Linked DNA regions of Sus scrofa: regions 2, 3 and 4 are each linked to region 1. A link is a contact called in public HiChIP or PLAC-seq data. All regions are on one chromosome and are shown on one strand. Each heading gives the region's core, a stretch centred on a gene start, on an enhancer-like site or on the middle of the called end of the contact. The rest is flanking DNA. Distances are from core to core; before and after follow the strand shown. Region 1 holds the start of OAT (ornithine aminotransferase). Region 2 holds the start of LOC100154423. Region 3 holds the start of ACADSB (short/branched chain specific acyl-CoA dehydrogenase, mitochondrial). Region 4 holds the start of BUB3 (mitotic checkpoint protein BUB3).

Region 1 (3,285 bases), core at 328-2,827:
ATCCGGCGTTGCCGTGAGCTGTGGTGTAGGTCGCAGACGCGGCTTGGATCCCGCATTGCTCTGGCTCTGGTATAGGCCGGCAGCTACAGCTCCAATGAGACCCCTAGCCTGGGAACCTCCATATGTCGCAGATGCGGCCCTAGAAAAGACAAGAAAAAAAACCCCAAAAAACGAACAAAATCTCTTCTTGTCATTAAGAACTGTAATTATTTTAAATGAGAATGTATTATGTGATTATGCTGAACCATTCTCACATTGTTGAACATGCTTTATTCACGAATGTCCACCGTCCTATTTCTTTCGAATAGAGTCTTGAAACCGGGAGTTCCTACTGTGGCGCAGCAGGTTAAGGATCCGGTGTTGTAGTTGCGGTGTAGGTCGAAACTGCAGCTGGGATTCTATCCCTTGCCTGGAAACTTGCCTATGCCTCAGGTGCGGCCAAAAAAAAAAAAAAAAAGAATCTTAAGAGTGAAGTCAGAGAGCACAGCACTAAGTAGCCTGGCAATTAAAATTTTTCTGTTTCCTCCAAAAAAAGGTGAAATTAGTTGTCTAAGAGCACAAACACTTTTAAGGCTTTTATTTATTGTGGTTAGAGATTTTTTTCAGAAAGTATTTCAGTTTATTTATTTTTTTTAATTAATTTTTTTATTTTCCCACTGTACAGCAAGGGGGTCAGGTTATCCTTACATGTATACATTGCAATTACAGTTTTTCCCCCGTGTTTCAGTTTAAATAGTATCTAGGAGGTCCCGTCGTGGTGTAGTGGTTAACAAATCTGACTAGGAACCATGAGGTTGCGGGTTCGATCCCTGCCCTTGCTCATTGGGTTAAGGATCCGGCCTTGCCGTGAGCTGTGGTGTAGGTCGCAGGTGTGGCTTGGATCCCGCATTGCTGTGGCTGTGGCATAGGCCGGTGGCTACAGCTCTGATTGCACCCCTAGCCTGGGAACCTCCATATGCCACGGGAGCGGCCCAAGAAATGGCAAGAAGACAAAACAAAACAAAAACAAACAAACAAACAAAAAAAAAACGGTATCTAAGTGACACTGTGTTTTACTGCTAATTTGATCAAGGCGAAAAGTAAATTTTTTTTTTTTTAAGTTGGTCAAACAGAGCATTAATGCTTACTGCGTCTCTAGTCAAGAAATAAAGTTAAAAACCAATCAATGTTTTATTTATTTATTTGTTTGTTTGCTTTTTTTTTTTTTTTTTGGCTGGGCCCACAACACATGGAAGTTCCCTGGCCAGTGATTGAATCTGTGCCACAGCAGTGATAACGCTGCGCCACAAGAGAAGTCCTAAAATCAATGTTTGAGACTTAATATTTTGGGTGAGTTCTGTCAAGTATAACCAGAAGTTTTTGCATTTTTGCTAGCGGCTATCTCCAGTGTAATGATTCGTATGTAATTTTTTTTGTTGTGGTTAATACACTTCTTTGAAATAAAATCTAGTGGAAATTAGGGATCTTCGAAAAATGCACTTAGGCACATACGTCTGCAATTTATTTCAGGAGTTACTGAACGCTCTGAAGACGTCGCTGGATCTCCAGTGAAAAAATCTGTAATTAATCTGTACTGTGGGAAGAAAGGATAGTTGGGTGAGTCTTGGCAAGTGCTGGATTTTGTTTAGCGAATGCCTGAACATATTGGATTTACTGGGTAGTGCCAAGTTGATTGGGAAGCGAGCCAAGTTCCAAGTAATAGGTTTTGCTAATCTGGCAGTTCAGACTGCGTGCTGGCTTGACTTATTGACAGAGCTCTGTTGAAACATGAATTAACTACTCTTTAAAAAAAAATAGCTATAGACATATTAAGTACGTTTCATGTTTGGCAACTTTCCACTAATCTTGAATTTATCTTTAAAAAATATCCCCCCACCCCCTGCCCTCACATGGTTGCTGTGTATTTTCCCGTTTTCTTGTTACTTTTGGCTTCTTCCTTAGCTCAGAATGTACTTCATGGCTTATCAGGACTCTCAGTGATACAGTTGGTTACAAAGCCTTGTGAAGAACTGTGATGGGGGCTGGTCTTCCGGCTGGTGCTGGTGAGAGGAGAGAAATTGACTCTGAAATATATAAATAGATTGTGAGCGAATGAATGCCAGTTTGCTCAGTGATATTTAAGATTTATTACTAAACTTCTTGGCTTGTCATAACTTGATACTCTCTAGTTCCTGGTTGCCTTTTTCTCCTTTAAACAGTTGCTTTTGTGGTGCAGTTTTTTGGGGGTTAATTTTATAGGAACCACCGTCTTAGCAGGGTAGACAGTTTTCTTTTCAGAGTTGCATCATTGCATCTCATACATACTGTTTTATTTTGTGTCTGGTCTCTTCCACTTAAAAAGCTCCTCAAAGGTTGTTTGCTATACATTACAAAACATTTTTTCCCCATCTTCTTACCTTTCACCTTTGTGTATGATGATTTGGACCTATAGAAGTTTTAGATAATTGTGGCTAAAAAACAGGTTTTGCCTTTCTAAGCAGCCCTTCCCTTCCCCCAAGAAATCACTTTTCCTTTCCTCATCTCTTTTCGCTTTGGTTCATCCCTGTTACCTATGTAGAGCCAAATCCTTTCTTAATTTCACTAGGACAGAGCTGATATGCACAGCAGTCCTCAGCCCCTCTGCGCCCCCCCCCCCCCCCCAACGGCTCCCAGGCAGCCTGCGCCTCTGATTTGGTCTCTGGCTCTGGGCTCTTATCTTTGAAAGTCTCACACCCCCACGTAAATAAATATTTTCTGAGTGGTTCCTCAGTCTCCAAGATTAGGTGCCAACTCTTGAGTCACTCCGCTGTTCAGCCTTGGCTGAATGCCCCAGGGAGAAGGTGTACCTGTGTGTGTAGCTGTGTGTGTGTCTTTATTATACAACCTTCGGATGGTATGCGAAGGAGTTGGTGGAAAGAAAAAGCCTTTCCACCTTTCATTGGTCTCCTTGCAGTTTCCAGCCTGCAGCACTTTTTGCACACCACGCCAGTGCTTGCTGGGTTTTACTGTAAATGTGTCCCTGCTTGTCCTCCCCGGGGCACCTTCAGGCTTCCCAGAGGCAAGGCTCAAGTCGGCTCTTAGTTCTCTCTTCTTTTCCTGACCCTTTGGTAAAGGCTCAGCAAGGGAGTTGACCTGCCTCTGCTCCGGAAGGTCTTAACTCTCTACGCCTTCACTTTTTGGACAGGTTGCTGGTCTTCCTCCTTGAAGGACACCATGTTTTCCAAACTAGCCCATCTGCAGACCGTCACTCTCCTTCGTCGTGGCGTTCATTCTACAGTGGCTTCTGCGACGTCTGTTGCAACGAAA
Region 2 (3,285 bases), core at 312-2,811, 1.3 Mb after region 1:
GCTCAGATCTGGTGTTGCTGTGGCTGTAGTGTAGGCTGCCAGCTATAGCTCTGATTTCACCCCTACCCTGGGAAATTCCCTATGCCACAGCTTCAGCCATAAAAAGAAAAAAAAAAAAGTTTCCGCTGTTCAGTTCTGGTTTTTGTTTGACATACCTAAAAGGTCTAAATGTAGTACAGAGGAATGAGTTTCATTCTGTAGCACAGTGGAGGTCTGCTTGGTTCTCTGAATGATGAACAGGATTCTCCCTGTTCCAAAAGAACAAGCATTCCAGGTAGTTAATTAAAGCATATGCAAAGCTGGGAGCTGGGAGGGCAGAGAAGAGAGTAAGAGTAAGAGTTCAAAAGGCTAAACTCAGTTAAGAGCAAGAAGCACCAGAAGGAACAGTGGGTAGTGCAGAAGATGTAATGGAAGTGACTGAGAAGGGAGGCTAATTACAGTAAAGAAACGCCTGGAATTGTTCAGATGAAAGCCAGGGCTTTGCAAACAGAAGCAGAGATGAAGAAACACAGAACAGGTTTTCTTGAAGAAAACCAAGGTTTGGGGAGTTCCCATGTGGTTCAGCGGTTAAGAAGGCTATGTAGTCTCTGAGAGGATGTGGGTTCCATCCCTGGCCTTCCCACAGCCGGTGGGTCTCAGATGCCACCAAAGATGTTAACAGGAATGAAAGTTAAATTATGACCCTGGGAAGCAGAGAACTACTGATGTAGACAACCAAAATGAGTCTGCACCGTCAAAAAATCTTTGCAAATTAGGACCTTTACAATCAAGGCCTTTGGAACACTGACATTCCACTTTTCTAATTCCCTTTTTTCTTTCCAAAGATGGAAAATTCATCAGCATAGGCATCTGCAGGAAAAGGATGAGTGGTGATGGGGAGGAACCATCTGCCTTCTTATCCGACAGAGCATCTAGAAAGTTCCATCTGACCCACTTTTCCCCCCAAAGCTTAAAGGTCCCTCAAGTCCAGTCGGATTCTCCTTCACCGCAGACCCGAGGCCGCTCTTCCCCGAGCTTGTGGTGCAGACGGGCGGGGCGACCCCCTTCCAGCTCGGTCTTCCTCCACCTTCCATCGCCCGGGCCGCGCCGTCCTGAGACGGGGCACGAGCACGGCCCGGGCCAGCTGAGCAGGTGAGCTCGCTGCGCCCCAAAGCTTCCCCACACACTGCCCGCCACCGCCCCACGGCCGCTCCGGGACACCTTGCACACCTCCTCCTGCTGAAGTCCCCGGGCTGGCACCCGCGTGACACCCGGCAAAGAACCCGAGCGCGGAGCGGGTGACCAGAAAAGGCGACTCCACCTCCCGGCCGCCCGCCCCCACGCCCCTCACTCCACCGCCTGCCTCGGGAGGCACCCTGTCCACTCCTGAGACAACGAGGTGTGGAGCAGGTCCCTCGGGTCGCGAGGGCGACGACTCCACACCTATCCCACGACGGACTCCCCTCGTGGGACCAACTCTGTCGGTCAGCCCAGCAACCGACACCCACAACACCTATTTCTCAGGGGTCAACGGCGAAAAACCTCCCCGCTCCCGCGCGCCACATCGCGCCTGCGCACAGTACCGGCGGAGGTGCCGTCAATGCGCATGCTCCCGCCTTGAGCCGGTCCTCGCGCAGCCTTTGAAGCCGGCGGCCGAAGCCGGCGGTACGCGCATGCGTGTCTCCAGGAGCTGGTCTCCCGACCCGGCGGGAAGCCGCGGCTCGCAGGTTTGGAGCCAGACCAGTCGGAAGTGGCTCCTTCACCGGCCCTCTGTCAAGCGGAAACTCGGGCACTGGAAGGGAGGTTCCGGGGCTGCTCGGGGCTGGAGGCGGCCGAATGGAGACCGGGGCCGTGGACGCGCCGCTGACCCGCCGCCCGACGTTGGCGGCTTCCTGGGATGCCGCCTGCGGAGCCCTGGCCCAGAGCCTCCGTCTCGCCCGGGCGGGTCTCGGCGCCCGGGACGCCGACTGGGAGCAGCTGCTGGCGCCGCCTGCCACGGGGTGCGCCGCGCGGGCGGGGGCGGGGGCTGTGCTGCGTGACAGCCACGCTCCTGGCTGGGGAGCCGGGAGGGCAGAGGGTCTGGGCCGGGGTCTGGGAGCCGAGCTGGTGACGGGTCTGGGCGGCGCGAGGGCGAGGGGGCAGGGCCGGCGCGGCGGGAGGACGGGGCGGGTGACCAGGCCAGTGGGCGTTTGGCACACATCCCCTGGTGGCGGCCAGGTCCTCTCCTGAGGCCCCTTGTCAGAATCGGAACCGCCTCTCTCTCCCGAAACGCACCGACACCTCCTGGCGACCACGATAGCAAGAAAACAAAACAAAAACCAACTGAGGAACACCTCCGCCAGCTTCGTTTTGAAAATGGCATCCTTCTGTCCATTGTCCCATTCTGTGCCTCCCCCTCCCTCTTCCAAATTGTTGCTTCACTCACGGTGGTGGATGCCCCGTAAATACATTTCCGCCGCTGGACAGGCGGTTACAGAGAGTCGCTTAGAAGGGAGAGATCAAGAGGCAGGGAGAGTGGAGCGCCCTGGCGGCTAAGGCATCATTTCCTTACGCATTCTGCACTGAGCGCTTGTCCCGTGGGCTGCAAATGCACCTGTAAAGGGAACTGGAGACAGTAAGCCCTGTGGCCCACTCCGTGGGTTGAGAGCATTGTTCAGGGAACTTGACGGTAAAAGTCTGCTGTCCTCATTTTGTTTTCAGCCAGGATCTGGTGATTTTGAAAAGGAGCTTGCACCGCCAGGGTGAAAACCCCTGCTTCCTTCACGTGAGATGTGACCCTCGTGGAGGTGAAGAAATGGTTTCTGTTGGCGTCTTAAGTTCAGCACGAAATATGGAAGTGTACTTGGGAGAGGAGTACTGTGGCACCAGCAGGGGCAAGAGTGTTTGTAACGTTCTGGATAACAGGTGTGTGACGTGTGCACGTCCCTGTGTTCTTCGGAAGTGGTGTTTTGGCTTTCTGGAGCTTTTGTGATGTGTATTGATTTTGTGACATTGGTGCCAGACACTAGGGAAGAGAAGAGAAAAACACACCGGCAGGCATGGGCGGGATCTTAAAGACAATGTAAATCAGCCTAGTCGTTTTTGTCAACGTGGAAGTTGAGAGCTAAGGGAAAGAAAGAAATTGGTGGAAGGTCCTGGTTAGTTAGTGGAAGCGTTTTACCCGAATGAAGTTCTGCTAAGTCTTTCTTGCCCCTTTTCCTTAACTCACAAGGTTCTGTTTTCCCCAAATGAATTTCTCTGTTCGTCTGAAACCAGGACCATGTTCCTGTGGGAAGCCCATAACAAATAGTGCCTGAGCCCAAGACG
Region 3 (3,285 bases), core at 242-2,741, 1.3 Mb after region 1:
ATATTCAAAAGTGTGAGTTCTGGAAAGCATGCCATAAGATTAAGATTGGCCGAATGACCAATGTAATGAAAACCTGACAAGAGAGCTGTGCAAAAATCAACAGCTTGTGTAGGTCCAGTGAGCAGTTCAAGCTCTAGGAAGTGAGAGAGGAACGGATTCCCCTGTGTAAAGAGCCCATCCATGCAATATGCTCATGTCCCAGCCAGAGGTAAGGAGCAGCGTAAACTCTTTTTGGCGGGTAAATCCGACCCACTCCGAGGTCCGTCTCTAACTTTGGATCAGGGCCGCGGAAAAGAGAAGCGGCAAACACTGCGCGGAATGGGACTGTGCTTATATTGCAACAATCTTTGGGCGGGGAGGGGGTGAGCAAGGAAATGTAATCTTGGGGAAAGGTGGCATTGGAGAGGTGACATCTCCACAAAATGCCTCCAAAGAGTCGAAACTCGGTGACTCCTAGGACTCAAGGCCCTGCAAAGAATACCTTGAAGCTCGAAAGTTCCTACGTGGCTCAGCAGGAACGAACCCGACTAGTATTTACGAGGACGGGGATTCGATCCCTGACCTCGCTCACTTGGGTTAAGGATCCAGCGTTGCCGTGAGCTGCACTATATAGGTCGCAGACTCCGCTCGCATCTAGCATTACTGTGCTTGTGGTGCAGGCCAGCAGCTGTAGCTCCGATTCGACCTCTAGCCTGGTAACCTCCATATGCAGCGGGCTCGGCCCTTAAAAAAAAAAAAAAAAAAAAAAAAAAAAAAAAAAAAAAAAAGAATATCTTGCAGCTCTGGCTCTCCCGACCCCACGCAGGGTGATTGCTCCATTCAAGAAGCTTTAGACCAGCGACCAGCCCCCTTTTCCTCAGCTGTCGATTCCTGCTCTCCTTACGGAAAACTGAGGCCAGTTCGGCCAGAGGCCTGAAGAGAGGTCAGGGTCGGTGAGGGGGTCTGAGATCAACCCAACCGAGGGTCGGAAGTACGGGTCCAGGACGAAGACCAGGCGCCTCAGACCCCATAAGACAAGACCCCGCCGCCGAGGCCAAGGTCGTCCGGGAGCCCCAAGAAGCCCGCCGCGAGCGCACTCACCAGCGCGCTGCCGCGCAGCAGCCGACCAGCGGATCCCTCCATCAGCGCACCGGGACTGGTACCTCGGACAATTTCGCAAGGCCTTGAGTAGGCGCTTCTGCTCTGCGCTCCGACGCCTCGGGTGCGGGGGACAGGTGCCAGAGCCCCGCCCACTAGTCCCCGCCCCACGGTCCTCGGTCTCACTCCCTTGTCCCGCCCCCTTGTACCTACGGAACCCCAAAAGAGACACACAGCCTCTTCTCTGCTTTCGCCCAACACCTTGCTCACGCGAGAGTTGGGAAAGGCAGCGGGGCGGGAAGGGGGCCGGAGACACAACAAACATGGCGGCGGAGGCGGTGACGAAGACGGTGGCGGCGACGGCTACAGCAGCGGCGTTGAACAAGGCGGTGGGGGTTACTCGGTGCGGCTGTCAGGTGGTAAGTAGCTGGTTACCGGCTCGGACGGCAGTGACACGGCTGAGCAGAGTGCTACGAAGGAGCGGCGGGAGGAGAGAGCCGGGTGTCCGCGACGGGCGGGCTGCCTCCGCCCGGGACTCAGCCCAGGCAGAGGGTCGGGCGTGGTCGGTCGGTCGGTCGGCAGGGTCACGACCCAGGGCCCTCCTGGCCCGAACGCGTGGGATGCGGAGTCTGGCCCCCGGAGCCCCGCAGGAGCAATGCCTGCGGTGGCGTTGCCGTCGGGCAATGGCTTGGAGACTCCGGGGTAGGATGCTGCCTCTCGCTCTGACAGGTGGTCGTGAGGGGGCGCCCGGAGGTTTGCGTCTTTACCAGGTTCCGGGGCAAGGGCTGTCCTAGGTGTTCCCGAATCTTGGTGAGGATGCCGCCCCGACGCCAGTTCCGGGCTGTCGCTCGTTGGGACGACCTTTAAAGCCTCAGTCTTTTTATCTAACGGTCCTGCCTAGATCAGTTTCTACTGCTTGTGCACTCTAATTTTGGGGAGATGTAAGGTTTGAGGAGGATTTTGCAGCAAACCATTGTTCAGATTCGTGCAGAATTTAAGGCTTAATCAACTGTGTGGAATGCGAGTAGCCGAGCCCTGCACCTAGTAAGTGTGAATCTAAATTGAAGTTAAACCGGTTCCAGCTGCCACTAACCACGTGGCCCATTTACTGTCCCCTTAGTGTGCTATTCAGACCTGAAGAGGAGCGACAAGTGGGAGAGGAAATAAAGGCACTTTAAATTGTGAGCTCTGAAGAACTTTAGTTTGGAAAAAACACAGCTTCTTTAGAACCACTTTTTAAACGTCTGGACTATCAGTTTTTAAAATTCCACTTAGTTTTTATTTTTGTCGTGCGTACATCACAGCTACAGGTTAATATAATCTGGGGAGTTCGTTACAGCGAACTAAGATGTATGGTAGTTTTTGCCCCTAGGGGTCCACAGCGTTTCCCAAGAAACCCTAAATGTTTTGGGTTGAGATAGAGAGGACAATAAAGATGGGAATCAGATGTGCTGTTATGGGGTGCGTGTGGTGGTTTTTCATTTGTTTTTTTTTAACCCTTTACCACAAATGTTCCCCTCTGGGGCTAGGCTAGTATATTATTTTTATGCCGTTCTAGCTTTTCAGCAATACTAAGCCTGGCCTTTTAGAAGTATACCATGAACAAATGAAATTAATGATTTGAATTTAGAAAGACATTAAAATTTTTGCCCAAAATGAAATCTTAAGAAATCCACCAGTGAGGGGGAAAAAAATACCAGTCACACTAGTGCATGTTACTCTTTGGTGATTATTTGGAGCTTTTGCTGAAGTGAGCCTGCTGCTTTGTTCTCTGTTAGCATAGTTTTCTGGTAATAGTAAGATTAGCGCAAATTATTGCATTAGCTTATTAAACCTGTAGATGCTAATCTCTTGTCACGAAGGTTTTGATTTGTGGTGTGTTTTTCTTTGCAGACCTCTGTATGGCTTTTCAATTTTAGTTGAAATTCCCTCCATGGCCTTTTGGAGTCCCTGGGTGTGTCTCCAGAGTAAATTTCGATTACTCTACATTTCATCAATGGTGGAGTGGCACGAAAAAGGAGGAACTGATTTGGGGTGAAAGGTTAGATGTGTAACTCCTCTTTTTTGTTTTTTCCAATTTGTATTTATTTATATTTTACTTGCATATTATGTTTTTCTGATGTTTCAGAGCCTCATAACCTCTCTTTTTACCTTCAAAGAATGTTTTTTTGGCAGTTCTGTAGTCAGAGGAGCTTTTTGAAGGTCCAT
Region 4 (3,285 bases), core at 522-3,021, 1.1 Mb after region 1:
TCTAAGCTACTTAGGAATTAAGCAACTCAGGAACTACTTTTCTTAAATAAACATTTATAAGCAAGCAAAGTAAGCACTAATCAAGAAAACAATAAACTGATAAAAATGTGGCTACGTTACCTTGATCGGTATTCAAATCATGCATTTTTAATTGATGGTCTAATCCCCCACTCCAGGCATGCGTTGGATCCTACAAGATAAAGTTTCAAATCATTCAAAACTTACAAAGCTATTATTATTTTTTTTGGGCCACACCAGCAGCATGTGTAAATTACCAGGCAGTGGATGGAACCCAAGCCACAGGAGCAATTGGAGGGGCTGGAGTGACAATGCCAGATCCTTAACCTGCTGTGCCACAAGGGAACTCGTAAAACTTACAGCACTTCAAAAAGTGTTTTTAAATTCCTGTTTCTACAGCCAACTATTTCCTTTACATTCAAGATGTACAACAAGCTCAACATTAATTGCAGACAGAAAAAAAAGTTCAAAAAATAGAACAAATAAGTGTTCTACACCCTATGTCATCAAATTAAGAAAGAACTGTTCACCGCAGTGACCGAGAATAAACAAGCATTCCTAGTAGTTACTAAAAAGCCTTCCCTTTAATAAGTCAGCCAAATTTTACTGTCTTCTTTTGAGTTTCAAATTCATTATGCCCAGAAAGTTTGCAGAGGTACTCCATTAGAAGCAAAGGGGAGAACGAGTTTCCGACATTTGCACGTCCCCAGCGCCAAAAAAAAAAAAAAAAAAAGAAAAGAAAGAAAAGAGAACCAAAAAAACAGTACCTGGGGCAGATGTGTGTTCGGGCAGAGGGAGTGGAGTTAGTGAAGCTGTACAAATAACTCCAACGACAAAAGCCCCTGCTCAACACTGGAAAAGGGACGCTATTAACAAAGGAATCTCATAACATAAAAAGGGGGCAGGAGCGGAGACACCTACGTAGAAGGCGCAGTCCAGGACGGCGCCCGTGTGCTGGTACTTGAGCCGCATGGAGTTGGCCGGCACATCATAGAGGCGCACGGATGTGTCCCAGGAAGAAACCAACAGGAACTGGGAGGTGTTGGGGCTGAATTTCACCGAGGAGATGCCGTCCTCGGGTGGCTGGTTCAGCTTGAACTCGTTAGAACCGGTCATCTACGGAAAAAGCGCTCAGTGAGAGTCCCCAAGAATTCGGGGCCGGGGGGCCGCACTGGCTGAAGGCCCGGTCGCGGGGGCGGGGGGAGCAGGGGGCGGGACCTGGGGAAGGCCGGCGACACCGCCTCTGCGCCTGCGCTCGGCCGGCCCGCCAGCCAGGGTCGGGCCTCACCGCCACCCACTGCCGCCCCTCTAACGCGCCCCTCTTAAGCTCACGCCACTGCACCCCAAACTCTAGCCTTCGGTCTGGCCCGCCGCGCCCCTCCCCGCCGCGGGCTCCCGCACGCCCGCCTCTCCAACAAGGCCTGCCGCCCCGAATGCTCCTACAATAAAGGAAGAGCTATACAAGCGAAACCGGTTCCCAGAGGACGGCTCCGCCAGCCCTAGGCCCCAGGAGTTTCCGGGGAGTTCACTTCTGCGCCCGGCTACCATTTCCCGCTACCTTGGGCTCCCTTCAGAAGCAACTTCGCCGCCGCTCGACACCGCGCGCCACCGCCGCCGCCGCCGAGCTTCCCTCGCCGCACTCGCGGGCCGGGCGAAGGAGGCGGAGTAGCTGCTCCAGCCTATGCCTGCCATTGGCTGATTTCAAACGCCAACGCCTCACTCTAGGCCGCCGATAGGTCCGCCGGAAGGCGGGAGTAGGTCAACCCAGTCAACCTCTTCCGGCTCAAAGGCGAACCACGGACTTTCCGATCACGTGATCTCGTTTCACCACTAGGCTGAAACAGCCACGCCGGTCCTGGACAAGTGAAAACTACAATTCCCAAAGAGCATCGCGCCAAGGCAGCGCTCACGCCCTCTCCTGTCCTTATGTGCACGCTGGGAAATGTAGTCTCCTCGGGGGCCCACGCCCTAGTAGTCTCCTGAATAGCAAGCGGGAAAGATGCTTTTTCTAGTTTGACTCTTGGCGCCCTCTCCACCTCAGTTAATTTCTCACGCGCAATAACCCCGTTTTGGTCAGTACTTTTATAGAGCTAAATTAGTCTCCCTTCCACTGGACGTACATATATGCCCATGAAGTGAACCAAAAATTGGAATGGGGAAATATTTGCTCTAATCAATTGCGTATTTTCCCTACTTTTTTCTCCTGGAATTTCCACCTATGAACCAGGGTCTCACATTTACCACTGTCGTAAGATCTGCTGACTTCAGAGAAACTCATCCTTATTTATACTCTTCTTTGTCTCTTCATTCCATCTTTCTGCAAACATTAATTGAGCACCCAGTGTGTGCCAGGCCTGGTGAGAGATTGGAAATGTGCATTAATCAGACCATTGTTTGTTCAAGGAACTCTGTCCAGGAGGTTGAACAGACTGGGGAACAAACACTCACAATGTATTAAAGCGCAAAAGCTTCTTTTAGACATATGTTCAAGTAGGGTCCTGAAATGATAGCTACAAGCTTCTCCCCATCCACCCCCCACCCCAACAACTCCCTAAACTTCCAGGTTAGGTTTGCTCTATTTTCTGTTTCTAGAATCTTCCAGAAAGAGAAGAATCAAGAAGGTTGCTTCTGTATTAAGAAATAATTTGGCCTCCCTGAAAGAAATGCAATACTTAATTTATAACTAGAAGCTGCGACTTACTCTTGAATATCAAAGGCTCACTGAAATTTTTCAATTTAATCCATGCTATAAGGTCTTTTTCACTATTTTACTATGTGATTTCGTATGAAGTGGGAGGAAATTGTTGAGCTTAAGGTGTTTACTTTCTAAGGTACCTTGGTAGAGAAAAAAGTGTTGTTGGTCCTTAAACCATTCAAATACACAGACTCAGGTGCACTTCTCTTTATGAGTCTTGACACGGTCAACACACAACAACCACCCTTCTGCCCAGTGTATTGATGATATTCCAGCCAAAAGGACAGATCTTTGCCCTCCCTCCTCACCAGTCCTCATGCTTGGTTCTCTTTCAACAACTTAATGGCTAGGTTAAGAATTTTAAAGTGCAGTGCCTTGCCTCCACTCTAATTTTGGTTAAATAATTTTATCTCCAAATAATTTTATTTGGTTCCCTCTCCCAGTTGTTTATTTAATTCTACTAGTGTTTCGAGATTCTGAGCATGAATTATCCGCTAATAAAATCTAAGTGTATTTCATTATCCAGTGTGTGTATGATTCAGGTCCCTCTGGGCATGCAGTTGCAGCCGGAC

The links. HiChIP or PLAC-seq counts read pairs in DNA pulled down with a chosen protein or histone mark.
Region 2: a contact with region 1 is called in an H3K27ac HiChIP or PLAC-seq map of alveolar macrophages, with 10 times the contacts expected there. The contact joins the promoter of LOC100154423 here to the promoter of OAT in region 1. A contact is called at or near these places in 1 of 5 promoter capture datasets (fetal liver) and 1 of 2 datasets of contacts at active chromatin or transcription factors (alveolar macrophages).
Region 3: an H3K27ac HiChIP or PLAC-seq map of alveolar macrophages shows a contact between it and region 1. The contact joins the promoter of ACADSB here to the promoter of OAT in region 1. A contact is called at or near these places in 1 of 5 promoter capture datasets (liver) and 1 of 2 datasets of contacts at active chromatin or transcription factors (alveolar macrophages).
Region 4: an H3K27ac HiChIP or PLAC-seq map of alveolar macrophages shows a contact between it and region 1. The contact joins the promoter of BUB3 here to the promoter of OAT in region 1. A contact is called at or near these places in 1 of 5 promoter capture datasets (liver) and 1 of 2 datasets of contacts at active chromatin or transcription factors (alveolar macrophages).

The regions. Positions count from the first base shown.
Region 1 is chr14:133,823,071-133,826,355 of Sscrofa11.1, reverse strand. It overlaps OAT (ornithine aminotransferase), which reads left to right and starts at 1,577. Exons shown (of 10, transcript NM_001185141.1): 1 at 1,577-1,596; 2 at 3,164-3,285. The coding sequence starts at 3,193.
Region 2 is chr14:132,521,376-132,524,660 of Sscrofa11.1, reverse strand. LOC100154423 reads left to right here and starts at 1,561. Exons shown (of 6, transcript XM_021073585.1): 1 at 1,561-1,979; 2 at 2,680-2,883. The coding sequence starts at 1,816.
Region 3 is chr14:132,561,208-132,564,492 of Sscrofa11.1, reverse strand. ACADSB (short/branched chain specific acyl-CoA dehydrogenase, mitochondrial) reads right to left here and starts at 1,491. Exons shown (of 11, transcript XM_001926297.4): 1 at 1,081-1,491. The coding sequence starts at 1,122. It overlaps IKZF5 (zinc finger protein Pegasus), which reads left to right and starts at 1,243. Exons shown (of 5, transcript XM_005671516.3): 1 at 1,243-1,496; 2 at 2,971-3,118.
Region 4 is chr14:132,701,574-132,704,858 of Sscrofa11.1, reverse strand. BUB3 (mitotic checkpoint protein BUB3) reads right to left here and starts at 1,771. Exons shown (of 8, transcript XM_005671519.3): 1 at 1,577-1,771; 2 at 940-1,134; 3 at 121-190. The coding sequence starts at 1,134.